Linked DNA regions of Mus musculus: region 2 is linked to region 1. A link is a contact called in public promoter capture Hi-C data. All regions are on one chromosome and are shown on one strand. Each heading gives the region's core, a stretch centred on a gene start, on an enhancer-like site or on the middle of the called end of the contact. The rest is flanking DNA. Distances are from core to core; before and after follow the strand shown. Region 1 holds the start of Notch3 (notch 3). Region 2 holds the start of Cyp4f39 (cytochrome P450, family 4, subfamily f, polypeptide 39).

What was found. Capture Hi-C pulls out chosen DNA fragments and counts their contacts.
Region 2: a promoter capture Hi-C map of liver shows a contact between it and region 1. The contact joins the promoter of Cyp4f39 here to the promoter of Notch3 in region 1. A contact is called at or near these places in 2 of 39 promoter capture datasets (both in embryonic stem cells), 3 of 115 datasets of contacts at active chromatin or transcription factors (bone marrow-derived macrophages and embryonic stem cells) and 1 of 9 other capture datasets (liver).

What each region holds. Positions count from the first base shown.
Region 1 is chr17:32,162,336-32,170,030 of GRCm38.p6, forward strand. Notch3 (notch 3) reads right to left here and starts at 4,555. Exons shown (of 33, transcript NM_008716.3): 1 at 4,341-4,555; 2 at 1,828-1,909. The coding sequence starts at 4,458.
Region 2 is chr17:32,448,313-32,456,007 of GRCm38.p6, forward strand. It overlaps Cyp4f39 (cytochrome P450, family 4, subfamily f, polypeptide 39), which reads left to right and starts at 4,411. Exons shown (of 14, transcript NM_177307.3): 1 at 4,411-4,484.

The DNA.
Region 1 (7,695 bases), core at 3,305-5,804:
CCGCCGACCGGTCCGGCCGGTTCCAGCCCCGGACCCGCCTCGCCGCCTTAGCTTTAGGGGAGACGTAGCGGAGCGGGAGGGGGGCGGGGGAGCAGCTTCCAAGGAGGGAACGGACTAGCAAGACAGACAAGGACCAAGCGACGGAGAACTCCGAAGCCTTCTCCCGGTCGGAAGACTGGGGAGAAGTGGGGGAGAAAGTGTCATTGGGGAGGGGGCGGTCACTCCTAAGGAGACAGCAGGATTTGAGAAGCCTGAAAGAGTGGGTTGGGATGAGAAGAACATAGGCTGAGGTCCCCCCCAAATCTCTATTCTGGAGCCTTAAGCGAGCTCCACTCCGCGCGATCCGGGCTCCCGGAGGCCGCGTGAGCCGGTGATTCACCTGTCGAGGGGCGGGGCAGCCTCAGGCGTATTCACCTGTCGGCAGCTGTCCAGGCGTGTAGTTCTACTGCGCAGGCGCCCCGCCCCACGCCTCAGCCTCCCTTCCAAGCGACTGCTTCCAAGTAAGGACCCTCCCAACCCTCAGCCTCAGGATGCCCCTCGGCCAGTGACCCCCAATAAAGCTAAATGAGATTCCAGCCATTGAATTTTAAAGGTTTTTGTTTTTCTATATCGGAAGTCATCCTGGCCCCACCTAGCTTGAGGCTGATCCACTGGCTAGCCCACACAGTATTGAGGAAATGAACACACTGATGAACGAACTAATTAATAGCTGCTGAATGGAATGCTATTACTATTAAAAAGAAAACAAAACCAATAAGCCCACAGACCTTGAGGTCCTTTCCCTCCAACCCAGGGCTTTGTATGTACTGGGCAAACACCATTGAAATCTCCAGTCGTCAAAAGGTTTCAAAAGTTTCTCTTATTTTTAATATAGTTTTGATTTTTATTACATTATCTGTGTGTGTATGTATTCATGCAGAGGCCAGAGAACAACTTGCCGAGATTAGTTCTCTCTTTCCATCTTTTGGGTCCCCAGGACTTAACTCAGGTTGTCCAGTTTGGCAGCAAGTGCCTTTACCTACTAAGCTCTCAGCTGCCCCAGCCCCCTTTAGAAAACAAAACATTGAGACAAGCTCACTCTGTGAGAGCCCAGACTGCCCTGGAACTGTACGGAATGACCTCCTGCTTCTGCTGGGAAATACAAGCGTAAGCCCAGTTAAAGGTCCTTTTCAAATCTTTACAGTCAACCTCATGAAAGAAAAGCCATTGTAGATGCAAAAGTGGCTGGGAAGGTCCCCAGCACTTGCTCGAGATGTCCCAGAATCTAGAGTTCTGCCTGCCTCTGGTAGCTCCCAAACCCTCCTCCTCTTCTCTAACTTTCTGCATTTCCCAAATAATTCTTGGGTCCCTTCCTGCACAGTCACAGGCCAGGGAAAGCACTCCTGCTTCACAGATGCCGTGAGGTTCAGAAAAGAGAAATGACTAACCAAAGGTCATACAAACTAGAACAAAATAAAACAGGGCTCTAAAATAGGTCTCCTGGGTGCCTCCTGTATTCTGACATATGGGAGGGCATGGACGTCCTTGTCACTGTCAAGCCACTGTCATTGGCCTTGGAAATCAATCTTTTATTCCAGAGCACTGTGACTTAACGAACTGGTTAAGTCTCAGACACTTAGCAAGATGATGCGGGATTTGAACCCAAGCCAGAGAGACACCAGAGCTTCTGCTCTTAAAGCTGTCTGATTCCCTATGGGGAAACACAAGAGGTTACCGAAGCCACACACATGGAGGAAGTGATACCAGCATCCCCCAGGAGACTCAGAGGCAGAGGACCTATTCCCTCCCCACACAGGGCCCACTGATGGCGCTGGGCCAGACACTCACAGGCAAGCAGCCTCCAGGGAGGGCTGCTGGTGGGTGCACCGACCTCCATTTGCACATGGGCTTCCATCCAGACAAGGGGGTGCTGTGTGGGGGCAAAAGAAGGTGGGGAGGTCAGACAGGCACACAGAACCCCAAATCAGACCCTCCCCTCCTGTCTGCCAGGCAACAGCTGCACTGGGCTAGGAGGGTATCTGTGTGGGTACTAAGAGGCCCCCTATCTACAGTTCCCACGGCCCCCCACCCCAGCCCCAGCTGTTGGGGCTGCAGCTGTCCCTGCCAGCTCAAGCCCTGGGAACCACAAGGCAGGGGTGAGAAGGAGGAGTTGACTTGTGCCAGATGTGTGGGCTCAGGAAGTTGCCTTGACTAGGATGTGCACAACAGAGAAAAGGCACAGAGTAGGAAGTAAAGATGCTGAGTGTTAAAGGGGATCTGCAGCTTCAAGCCCATGTCTTGGGTAGATGGAGAAGGCAGGCAGTGTTGAGCCTGTGTCTACTGTAGTCCCTGCTAGCTCTTGAAAGAGTAGGCAAAGCGTACACCTAGGAGGAACCAACAGCAGCCATAGAGAGGTGGTTTTGGGTACTAGATGGATAGGCTATGGAGTGTAAGGGAGAGAACTGGTGCAAGATATGTGCTGCCCTGTCCAGTGTCCCCATCCCTCAGGGTTGTATCCCACTTTGGGTGTGGCAGTCTTGCCAGATGGTGAGAGGTGTGGCCAGGTCTGAGCTGGTGGAGAATTATGTGCTCAGACAGGTGTGGGCCCCTGTAGAAGTTTTGTTCCTCAGAGAGAGAAGGAAAGGAGATTGGGGGAGAATTGAGAAATAGGGACAGACAGAAACTGAAAGGAGAAACCAACCAAAAAAAAAAAAAAAAAAAAAAAAAAAAAAAAAACAGAGACAGTAAAAGGATGAGTTAAGAATGAAGGACCTATTCAATTTTGTGACATCACACTAGAAGCTGTATGGGGGGGGGGGAGAACACAACCATGTGAGCTCTGTGTGTGTGTGTGTGTGTGTGTACATATGCCTGTGAGTTTGTGTGACAGTCTGTGTATTAGGCCACTATATTACTAATAGTGACTAATAGTGCATGTGCTTGGTACCATGCTGGTATCTTCAAACAGCATAGCCTTGTACACCATGTGCACACGAGCTGCATGCACTGTGCATCCATCTATATGAACAGCAGTATTCAAGCATACAGCTGTGTGGCCACTGGTGTGCTTGTCTGGGTCATGGATTGGCAGCTATAAATGTGACCTTGAACATGAATGCCTAGCAGGTCTTGGGTGACCTATGCCTGAATGCACATCAACATGTGAGCAGCAAACACATAGGTGTGTCTTGTGTGTGCCAAGTGTGCATCTATGGCTGTACTAAACCTGTGCACATGCATTTTTTTCCCTTTCTATGTGTGACAGGCCATGAGTCTGCACTGGCCCCGCGGGGGCGGTGGCTCCTGCCCAGTCCTGCCTAGTAGAGCCTAGAGGCTAAGCCACTCTCTATGCAACTCTCACCCGGCCCAGCACTGAGTCCCACCATAGGAGCCCTAGAACCCCTGGCCACAGCCAACTGCCTATGCCCCTCCCCCGCTGATCAGGCCTCCCGGGGCAGGGGTGGGGGCGCCCCCTCAGTCCCCGCTCTGGCCCTTCGTGGGTCCCGCTTTGTCTGGCAAAGAAAGCGTGAGGCCGGCCGGGGGGAGGGGGTGTCTAGACGGCGAAGCCATTGTCCCGAGCGGGGGAGGGGAGCTCAGAGTGGAGGAAGAGGGGAGGGGGGCCCAGGCATGCTGGGGAGGGGCTGCGGCCACAGGGATGGGGGCCCAGAAGCTGGAGATGAGCACGTGGACCTCGCCCCTTCTCCTCCCGGCACAGAGACGGGGTCCCGAGACTACGGGATCCCGGCGGCCTGAAGAGGGATCGGGCGGCACGCGGGGGAGGGGGCGCGGGCTTCGCAAGGGCTCCAGCTCCTGCTTCTCGCGCTCCAGCGCCGGGTCTTGCAGCTCTCCAACATGAGACGTTTTCTCCGAGTTCAGAGCTCCGAGAACTCCGCGCCCCCTCCTTGTCCCCCCCCCCCCTTCACGGCCCGCCCGGGATAGGGGAGGCGCTTTTGTGCAAGGGGTCCTAGGCCTTGGGGGGTCCTTGAGCCCCCATCCTAACCTTCCCAGGACTCCAGGCAGAAGTAGGATGGGGTGAGCCTGAAACTTTTGGTACACCTCGCTTCCGAATTTCAGCCCCAGATTCCCACAACTCCAGCTCCTACTCTTGGACTCTTGATTCATTCAAGGGTCTCGATTCCTTGGGCCTCTAGGATCCTGCCTTCCCATCATGAATCTGTGCGAACCCCATGACTGATACACACCCCCAGCTGCTGCATCTCTGCCCCGGCTTTAATCCTGGGGGGGCAGGTCCTCTAAATTCCAAACTTAGGAGAATATATATATATATATATATACTTTTTTTTTTTTGCTTCCCCGCCCCTGCAACCCCAGTCCCACCCTCCGAGTCCCTGATCCCTCACCTGCAGCCCCCAGCCCCGCTAGCAGCAGCAGCAGGGGCAGCGCCCGCATGGGCGGTGGTGGCGGTGGCAAGGCCATCAGGCGACGACGGCGGCGGCGGCCCCGGGCCCCCAGCCCCATGGCGGCCGGCCACGACCCTCCCTCCTCCCTCCTCCCTCTTTCCCAGGGCTCCGGGCACGTCCCGGGCCAGCCTCCGCGCCGCCAACTTCGCCGAAGTGAGGCTGTCGGGCTGCCCCGCCCCCAGGCCTGGGCGGCTCGCCCCGCCCCGGGGCCGGCTCTGAGCGCCCCCGCCCCCTGCCCGGCCTCCTGGGGTCCGACCCTTCTACCCGCCAAGCCTGGGACTTGCAGACCTCGGTACACTCAGGTCTGCCACAAGAGATGCGGGCTTAACCTGCGTGACGTGACAGGTATCCAGCTCGTGAGCACATCCATCCTTATCCTCCAGCACACAACCAAAGCCAGGGCTCACACACACAGTCATGACACAAACGCAAACACCCCTGACTCCAAACCCTCTAAACCTGGGTGTAGAGAGGCCAATGAACAAAAGTAGCCGCACCCATGCAAACCATATAGAAGTTTCATGGGGACACTAAACATCAATCACCTCAAAACTCAGGCTCCAACTGCGCCACAAACCCGGGCGGGCAGCATTTACAATCTGGCCAGGGGTTTCGTGGATATGAGTCTCATGTACCTGTGTGCAGCTCTCCTACAATGTGAAGATCACAAAGGTCTACCGAAGAGGGAAAGGTGCTTGCTGCCAATCACAGACACCCGAGTTCAATTCCTGGGCCTCCCATGCTAAAATAAAAAAACCAACACATACATTGTCTTCTGACTGCCACATGTACCCCGTGATACACATGCACTCCTACACACACTGTGCTCGAATGCTTGCACGCACGCGCGCGCACACACACACACACACACACACACACACACGCTTATGTGCGCAAGAAATAAGATAAAATACTTTGTAAAAAAAATCCACACCAGCTCCTAGCACATCCCACACTCTACATGGTTTTACCATGAGGCCTATCATTTCGTTGCCATTCACTGAGTTTTACATCCAGGAGACCTGCAAAGGCTCTGAACACTCCCTCTGTGTGAAGTGAGAATGGAAGCTCTAGAGGTGCATTCAGGGGAAATCTCAGGAGTCGGGTGAAGGGTGCCGTTCTTGAACATCTCCATCACTAGGAGACCAAAGGACTGAAACAGAGGACCCATATAATCCTGGAAGGGCATACACAGACACTCCTGTAGTGGGAGGAGAGAACAACTTCCACAAGTTGTCCTCTGATCTCTACATTGTAGAGGGCCCATCTCCCCTCCCTGCCGCGCCCCCCCCCCCAACTGGCTACATAATAAATAAGTGTATTTTTGTTAATTGGGGAAGATGTCATGGTTCACACGGTCTCCAGAGGCAAAGGCAGATAGATCTGTGAATTCAAAGCCAGCCTGGTCTACCTAGCAAATTCCAGGACAGTCACGGATACACTTTTTAAAGATTTATTTGTGTGTGTGTGTTTCTCTGTGTGTGTGTGTGTGTGTGTGTGTGTGTGTGTGTGTGTGTGTGTGTGCACTAGTGTGAGTACCTGCATATGCAGAGACCAGGGAAGGCACTGCACCCCTCAAAGCTGGAGTTATGGTCATTTGTGGAATAGCCAGCTTGTTACATGAGACAACTGGAATCTGAAATCAGATCCTCCTGCTGCTGCTGCTGCTCTCTTAACAACTGAACAGTCTTTCAGGCCCACTTCGTTGTTGTCCTACTTTGGGGGCTTCTCCTTTTCAGGCAGAGTCTCGTGCAACCCAGACTGGCCTTGAACTTACTGAAACCAGAATGACCTAGAAGTCCCAGTCTTCCTGGCTTTGCCTCCCAGTGCTAGGATTAAGGGTATGAGCTTCCATGCCTGATTTTTGTGATGCTGGGGCCAGAACCTGGGGTTTCCAGTGTGTAAGGGAGACACTCTACCATGTAACCACATCTCCAGTCCTCACCCAAGTTTCTACTCAAAGTTTTATGGTTATTCCGAATAACATCCCTTATAGCTTCTTTGTGGACCGAAGACTGGATCCCAGATCTTCACCTCAGCCTTAGTTTGAGGTCAGTTGTTTGAAAGAGTGCCTCTTGGACCTGCAATGACCTGCGAGTTCTACAAGATTAACTTTATGCGTCTTTGGCAGAATCCCCGTATCCTTCCCAGGGCATATTATCAGGGTACCTGCCATCTTTTCCTAGTATCGGTGGTATTAAACTTTCACGGCTTAGGCTGAGTTGGTGACGTTTTCTTCCTCTTATCTCAATATTCTGTTTATTTATTTTGCAGTGCTGTGATGATGCCTAGGGCCTTGAGCATGTTGACCAACTACTCTACCAAATCAGCCACTCCCCTTGTTTTGACACAGGGTCTTTGAATGCAGCTCGGACTCCCCTTGAACTCACAGTGTAGTCCGGACTGACCTTGAGATCTTGAATATACCTCCAACTCCCTAATACTGAGACTGTAGGCATGTGCTGCCAAGCGCAGTGTGGTGGCTTGAATAGGAATAGCTTCCTATTCATGTATTTGAGTGTTTGGTTCATAAGGAGTGGCACCATTAGGAGATGTGGCCTTGTTGGTTTGAGGAAGTGTGTCACTGTGGGGCCATTTTTGAGGTCTCCTATGCTCATGCACTGTGCACCACCACACCTGATTCTTGATTATTTTTAAGTTGAGGTATAATTTATATTATATAAATGTACATATTTGAGATTTTGATGTTTGCAATTCAGTGCCACTTAATATATTCTCAGTTATGACCTCTCTAGCTCCAAGACATTCCATTATCCTGGAAAAGGGATCTTGTTAATATCCCTGCCACCAGCTCCCTGCATTTGTGGCTTTGCTTGCTCTGGACATTTATTTTCTATGATTGTATTTGTTCCTAGGGTTGTGGGGCATGCACAGCATCTGTGCGGGGGTCAGAGGACCACTTGTAGGAGTCAGTTCTTCCCCTCTACCACGTGGGTTTGGAATCAAACTCAAGTCATCAGGCTTGGCTGTGTGCCATCTCTCTCAGCCCTCAGTATAGTATTCCATATAAATAGAATCCTGTGGCTGTCTTCTCTTTTTATGAGGGTGTATGTTGAGACAAGGTCTCAGTATGTACCCTTGAGTGGCCTGGAACTCACTGTGTAGGCATTTAGAGCTCAGATTTGAACTGGGGTCTAGGAGACTCCTGGCCCTGTGTATTGCAGGGGAGAAATAAGGAAGGAGTAAAGGTTGGACAAAGAAAAAAAAATGTTGCGTAAGAAGGAGGTAGGCTGAGTCACTGCAATGTGCTGAGTCAGCTATCTGTCAACCGACT
Region 2 (7,695 bases), core at 3,161-5,660, 290 kb after region 1:
TTTCAGTTCCTTGGGGTCTGTACTTAGGGGTAGACTCTCTGAATGATGTGATAACCCTCTGTGATGAACTTCTGGAGCCCCTGAAGCTCCACCTTTACATTCCCAGCCACAGTGTCAGAGGAGAGCGAACCCTTGCTCTCAATCTCATCTGATGTCAGCTCTGGGGGCCCTGGGAAATAGCTTTTTATTTTATTTTAATTACATTTATTAATTTATCAGAAGAGTTGTATCCTCTGCAGCATGGAGGTCAGGAATTGGTTCTGGTCCTTTCATCATGTGTGTCCTAGTTAGGGTTGCTATTGCTGTGATGAAACAGTGCGACCCAAAGCGGGTTGGGGAGGAAAGGGCTCACTCGGCTTACATTGATTTAACTGCTCACCATTGAAGGAAGTCGGGACAGGAACTGGAACAGGTCAGGAGCCTGGAGGCAGGAGCTGATGCAGAGGTCATAGAGGGGTGCAGCTTACTGACTTGTTCAGTCTGTTTTCTTTTCAGAACATGGGACCTCCAGCCCAGGGGTGGTACCACCCACCATTAGCTGGGCCATCCTCCATGCATCACTGTTTTTGAAAACAACCTATAGGTTTGCCTATACCCTAATATCAAGCTTTTGTCAAGTTAACATAAAACAGCCATCAAAATGTGGGTCTAGGGATCAAATTTGCAGCCACCTTTACCCATTGAGCCATCTTTCTGATCTAAAAAATACTTTTAAGTTTTTCTTTTTCCTTGACAGTCTCTTTATATAGCCTGACTGGTCTAGAATTCACTATCTAGACCAGACTGGCCTTGAATTTACAGATATCAGCTTGCCTCTACCTCTACCTCTCACTTTTTTTTAAGTTTAAAAAAAAGTCTTTAATTATGTTTATTTGTGGTGGAGTATATGTGTGCACATGAGTGCTGTGCCCATGCAGGCCAGAAGAGGGAGCTGGAGTACAGGTGGTTGTGGGTTGTTTAGCATGAGGGCAGTGAATGGAACCTGGGGCCTCCTTCAGAACAGCAAGTACTCTTCATTGCTAAGTCATTGCTTTAGATCCCGGAAAGACCTTCTAAAAAAATTAATGATGGATGCTAGGTATTGTAGCACATGCCTTTAGTTTCATGGAAGGCAGAGGCAGATGAGTCTCTGGGAGTTTGAGGTCAGCTTGTGTCAAGATCTAGTAAGACCCCCATGTCAAAATTTATTTTTAAACTAATGCTTTGAATGTCATAGATGCATACTACTACATTTTGAGCAAACTCCTCCCTCCATCTTACTCTCATCTCCCTCTCCCCAACACTCCTCCCTCCCACTTTCGTGTCTTTCTATGATTTAATAGTGGCTTCTTACATAAGCGTGTGTTGAGGGAGTGCTATTTTCTGGAGCACTGACAGACAGACCCTGTGTTCTGCCTCTGTGGATCACACAGCTGTCCTGAACCATCTCCCGAATCTAGTCATGGCTGTCTCATCCAGGTTTGGTCTCTTTGCCATCCTCTCCATCTTGTCTCATCTCTTTTGCCCACTCCCATGCTGTGAGCCAGGAGGTGACCATTGTGAACCCCTCCATGTGGACCTTGTGACTCTCCCATTTGGTTCAAGCAATCAGGAGGCACAGCAGGCTTTCGAGGGAAGGAGGAAAGTGAGGGGCTCAGCCCAGGGATCCTTTAGTTGCCTGGTAACCACGTAGCTCTGCACGTTCCCAGGGTCCTATGATGAGACCATTCATGTGATGGCACTGGTCATTTTCCTTCCTTATCTCCACCTCCAGTCAGCTGGAGGACAGCCTCTGCCTGTCCTCATTGTGAACGTGCTACCAACCACAGCTCTGTCCTCCTCCTCTTCAGCACTGCCGACACTTGTGACCCATTAATTCTCTGTTGCTGGGGTGTACTGTGTGTGACAGGACACTGAGCTGGTCTCTGGTCTCCACTGATGACGTGCCAGGGGCATGCCAATTTTACCCCGATGTGATGACCCAAAGGAGATACTTGTCTATGTCTGCTCTGGCAACTGCTTACTAACAAATCAATCCCCAAACTCAAAGAGGCAATATTTGCACTAAACCAGACTTAGGGCTAAGCTCCCTGCAAATAACACCTCATCTCACTGCCCATTTTATCTGTAGAAGGATGAGTGGCTCAGAGCAGTTTGTGAGTTTCCCAAGACCACACAGCCAGGACACCTACTGTCTGTCAGTGCCTCTCCACCCCAGACTCTTTGGTTTTTCTCTCTTTGCTGGTGTTCATCTCTCTGTCTCTTCCAGATCCATATCCAGCCTGTGACTGATAATGGCTAAGCGTCTTGGGCCTAGCCTCAGCAAACCCCTTCTACCCCACCAGTCCTCATTTATCATCTTCCATCTTCAGCCACTAGAAACATCCTTCCCAGGCTCTCTGCCTTTGGGGATTTGTGAACCTTCTAGTATCTTTGTTAACATCAACAGCAAATTCAGTCCACACAGCTAAAATGATAAGAAAGTTCTAATGTGCTTTAAAGCTAGCAACCAGTATGGGGTTCTTCCTCTGCTCAGATACTATCCGTGATTCCTCATTGCCAACCAGATCAACTCCTTCTCTCTGCAACTGACCCTCATAGCCCTTCCTGTCAGCTACAGGACCCTTCCAGCCTTCTCATCTCTCACACCCAAGGCCTGGAAAAGCTACCTGCCAGGCTCTACCTTCTGGTTTCTCTGTGTCTGAGCTCCACCCCCTCTTGCAAGCCTGTTGAAATTCAACCTCTCCCTCCCCACAGGCCTAGCTCGAATGTCACATGCTTCAGGCCACCTAGTCTGCCCTCCCTTCTGTGGCTTCCATGCAGGAAAGCTTCAATTATTTCTGTCTCTTGTTCTTCACCTCAAATCCCCACCCTTCCAGGGCAGAGTCACTGAAGACAGAAAGAAATCTTTGAAGTGGAGGCCAAGTGGACCTTCTTAAATTTGTTCTCTTCTTTCTCTGCCCACCGACCCAAGTCAGTTGCCTGCCACCCACCAGCCTGCTCAGCCCTGCCATATGGTCTGTCTCACATTCAAGGGTGGGTCTGACTGGATACTTCTGAAGCAGATGGGCTGGCCAAGGACAATATCCTGCTGCAAGGTCAAGTGCCTATGAATGGGTGGGTTTGGTTGAGGTGGGACCTGAATAGTCTAATGCTTCTGGAGACCCTCCCCTCATCTTGTATTTTTGCATCTGTTCATTTAAACTGTATATATTTAAGCTACATTATTTACATTATTTTGTGTACATGAGTGTTTTGTCTGTATGTTTGTATGAGCATCATGTGCATGCCTGGTGCCCTCCAGGTCAGAAGATGTTGTTGGGTCCCTTAGAACTGGCATTGGAGATGGTTGTGAGCTGTCATTTCTGTATTCACTAAGGTAGTGTGTGGGTCACAGTGGTCTGTGGTGGGCCTGTAGAGGTCAGGGACATCTTGTGGGAGTTGGTTCTCTCCTTCCATCACGAGTCCTAGGGATGAACTCAGGGAGTCATGCTCGGTGGTGATTGCTTTTACCTTGAACTCTGGTGGCCTCTTTTTGTTTTTCCTTAGAAAAATTTTATTATTCTTATTTAAAGATTTGTTTTTTTATCATTTTTGATTATGTGTAGTGTATCCACCTGTGTGAAGATGTATACACATGGATGCAGAGCCTCTGGCTCCTTCAATCTCCTGGAACTGGAATTACATACAAGCAGCTGTGAACAAGTGTTTTACATCTCTGACCCAGTTCTCCAGAGCCCCTTTTCTTCATTACTCTATCTCTCCTCTATCTGTCTGTCCGTCCATCCATCTAATCTATCTATCTATCTATCTATCTATCTATCTATCTATCTATCTATCTATCTATCTATCTATGGTTTCCTTAAGTAGTCCAGGCTGGGCTGGAATTTGTGATTTTTCTGCTTCCAAGTCCTGGGACAGTGGATTGAGGGGATTGTTTGGACTGAAGGAACAGCTGCAGAATCCGGCCCAGGAGGGCAGGTAGGGCAGGCTCCAGGAAAAACAAGTAGCCCTCCGCCCTGGGGCTGATGGAGTCTGAGAACTCTTGAGAGGCCCCAAAGAATACTCCTGTGGAACAGTGAGAGTCTCGGAGGTGATGGTGCAGGAAGTCCTGTGCAAGCTTGGGAACCCGTTCTGGTATTGGAGATGAGTGACCCAGAGTGGAAATGAGGCTCTGATAGGAGTCAAGACCAGGGAGTCGGAAGGGTCAGGCTCTTAGTTGTCTGCATTTTCACGCCTCCCTCTTTGTCTGTTAAGCTCTCTCTTTCTCTGTCTGTCTCAGCCTCCTTGTCTCAGGTTTGCATCTTGGGGGCCAGACTTGCAAGCAACCGGGCAGGGGCGTTGCCAGTATGGGCGTGGCCCCGGAGTTGTGAGGCGGGGCTCAGCGCTCAGCCCGAAGCTTGTAAAGGGCTGGGGCTCAGCCCGGCAGGTTTAAAGGGTTGGGGCTGTCAGACTGCACTGTCAAAGAAGCGGATCTGGATCGAGAGCGGCAGGCTGAGACCCGGGTGAGTGTGTGGGTCCAGCGACTGTGGCCTTAGCGGGGCGGGGCGGGGCGAACATCAGTGGGCACAGCTAATTTCAGGACCCCACGACCAGTGATGAGGTTGAGTGACCAGGAGCAAGATGTTGCTGTATCCCCAAAGGTTGCTGGGATTATGCTCATTTTTATTTCCTGAGCGCGCTCTGGTGTCCCGGGAGTCGCTTCTTTTTGAGTGCGGGTTGTAGAAAGAGAGGGGGCACTTTTTGGCTAGAGATTTCTGTTCTGGGACACCTCCTTATAGGGTTTGCCTGAGTCGTTGATGTATTTATTGTCTTGAAGAGAAAGCCTGAGCTGGGCGTGTATTTCTGGGACACAAGTTTTTTTTTTTCAGCATATTTGAAGCTGTCCATCTTGCCGATGGGTCTTTTGGTTGTGGTCCAGCCGCAGTCAGGAATGCTGTGCTCATCCACAGAAGTGTCAGCATCTCCAAGTTCCCTTCTTTGCAAATAAAACAGTGGTCCAGCCTCTCTACCTTTGTCTATGAGCCCCGAAAGTTAGTCAAAGATTTGTCCTGTAAGTGCTGTCTGGTGTTTCAGGGGCCTGGCCCAGACTGGTTTAGAACTATTGATGGGCTGGCCACCTTGGTCTCTGAAAAGGGTTGTGGCTCACTACTTGGGGAAATCTCTGGCTTGAAGTGAGAGATAAGGAGGAAGAGGCTGCCTTTGGCTCCCGCATAGGCAAGAGTCCCTTTATTGGTTAATATACCTCCACAGTTCATTGTGCATTCATTACCCCACAGTTAAGCCTTCTTTCCCTCCCCTCCCACCTCCCAATTTCTCTGTCTTGAAGCTGACTCCAGCAAGAGCCTGTAACATCTAAGTGCCTTGAAGATGAAACCCCCTGAGATCCCTGCCCAGACCCTGATTTGATTGTGGGGGGAGATGAGGGCTGGAGCAGGGGATTACAGACATTCAGAGGGCAAGCTGGGATTGGAACAAACAAACCCTGGCTGACCTCAAAATCCTGGGCCACTTTCTGATGGCCTCGACATCTCTGTAGAGCCCAGCTTGGGTTTCCGAAAGGTAACATTAGCTATGGGCTCATGTCTTGGCGGTGACCAGAGTTGGTAACCACAGAGGGGCTTGGATGACCTGGGAAACATTCAGAGAATGAGACCTCATCTCTCCTATTCAACTAGCCTTGGACTTTATTCTGTAAGTCCCAGATGTCTAGGTAGCAAGGATGGACATGTTGACAGCATCAGGTGGCCCTACCTGAGAATGAGTAAGCACTTTCTTTGTTTACTTTTGCTTTTAATTTGTGTGCGTCTGTGTCTGTGTTTGTGTATGTCAGCACAAGAGTGAAAGCTACAGAACAGCTTTCAGCAGTCTGTTCTCTCCTTCAAGCACGTGGGTGTCAGGGACTGAACCCAGGTTGTCCAGCTTGGCAGTAGGTACTTTTACCCACTGAGCCATCTTGATGGCTCATATATATTCTATATGTCATCATATCTCTGTGAGGTGGAGAAATATGATTCCTGTCTGAAGCAACTGGGGCTCAGAGAGGTGTGGACACTTGCCTCAAGTGGCACGGTTACCAGGGAGAGGGCACTATGGAATCCCTTCTGTGGCTTGGGTCCAAGTGTGCCGTGTTTGCAATGGTATGCAGAGGTCATTACGTCCCAGGTTGCCACTGCCTTCAAACTTCTTTTAAAGGCAGTGCTTATTTTGGGATGGGACAAAGAATATACACGTTTCAAGCTTTTTTTTTTTTTTCTTAAAGACTGAACTGTTTTTATTTTTCCCATTTTTTAAAGATTTATTTATTATTATATGTAAGTACACTGTAGCTGTCTTCAGACACACACCAGAAGAGGCCATCAGATCTCATTACAGATGGTTGTGAGCCACCACGTGGTTGCTGGGATTTGAACTCAGGACCTTTGGAAGAGCAGTCAGTGCTCTTAGCCGCTGAGCCATCTCTCCATCCCCGTTTCAAGCTTTTATGGGGCTTTTCTCTACTTGATTTTACAACTTGGCTCTATCCTCAGTTGTTACAACTGACCCTGAGCTTTCCCTCAGATTTCCAGAAATTTGGGCTGTTTTCAATCCAGACCTGGAGTGTGGCCCTTTGATGTGGAGGACTCTCTAGGGGCAGGTAGATATTTTATATTGAGAGTAAAGGGTAGGCTGGGACAGGAAACAGATAGGCTGGGAAAGGGGAGCTGTTTTGTGGGGTGATGTGTCAACTTTGGGATGTTCCCTGGCCAATACTTGACCCTCAAGAAAAGGCAGTATGCAGTGCCTGGCACTGGCCAGGATCCATATCCTGGGTTCTTTTTTGTGATCCCACATACCTTGTATAACAAGTCCCTGACTGGCAATTTACCAGCCTAACCAGTCAAACTAGGCTCCCTGGGTGTGGGCTGGGCTGGGCTGCAGGGTTGGTCGTTGGTACCACTGATGCCAGATAAGGCAGTTCTAAGCAGAAGGGGTGGAGTGCTAAGGCACTCCCGGGGCAGACTGGGATGACAGTAGGGTCTGGTTCATGGAAGAAATGGCCCTGCTAGCCTTCCACAGGCTTCTTAGGGTGCTGCTTTAAATTTGTTCCAACTTTTATTTTGCTAAGAGAGTGTCTCTTGCAGCCCAGGCTGGCTTCAGACTGACTATGTAGCTGAAGATGCCCTTGACCTTCTGATTCACCTGCCTCTACCTCCCAGGTGCTGGGATTACAGGCAGTGCCATCACATCTAGTGTTCTGTGATGCTGGAGATCAAACACAGAGCTTGCATACTAGGCAAGCACCCCACTAACTGAGGCACACGCTCAGTCTCATTTCCTTTACTTCTGCAAAAATACTAATAAGCTGTAGGCATCAGTTTATGCCTGTTATCCCAGCACTTTAGAGGCTGAGTGAGGTAGGAGGATTTTGAGTTCCAGGCCAGCCTGGGCTATTGAGAAAGTTTGTCCTAGCCTAGGCTATAAAACACTATTTCTTTTCTTTTCTTTTCTTTTCTTTTCTTTTCTTTTCTTTTCTTTTCTTTTCTTTTCTTTTCTTTTCTTCTTTCCTTTTCCTTTCCCTTTTTCTTTTCTTTTTTTCTCCTCCTCTCTCCCTCACCCTTCCTCCTTTTCTCCCTCCCTCCCTCCCCACTTCTCAGAGACAGAGTATCTTTTTGTGTAACCTTGGTTGTCCTGGAACTTGCTCTGTAGACTAGGCTGGCCTCAAATTCACAGTCA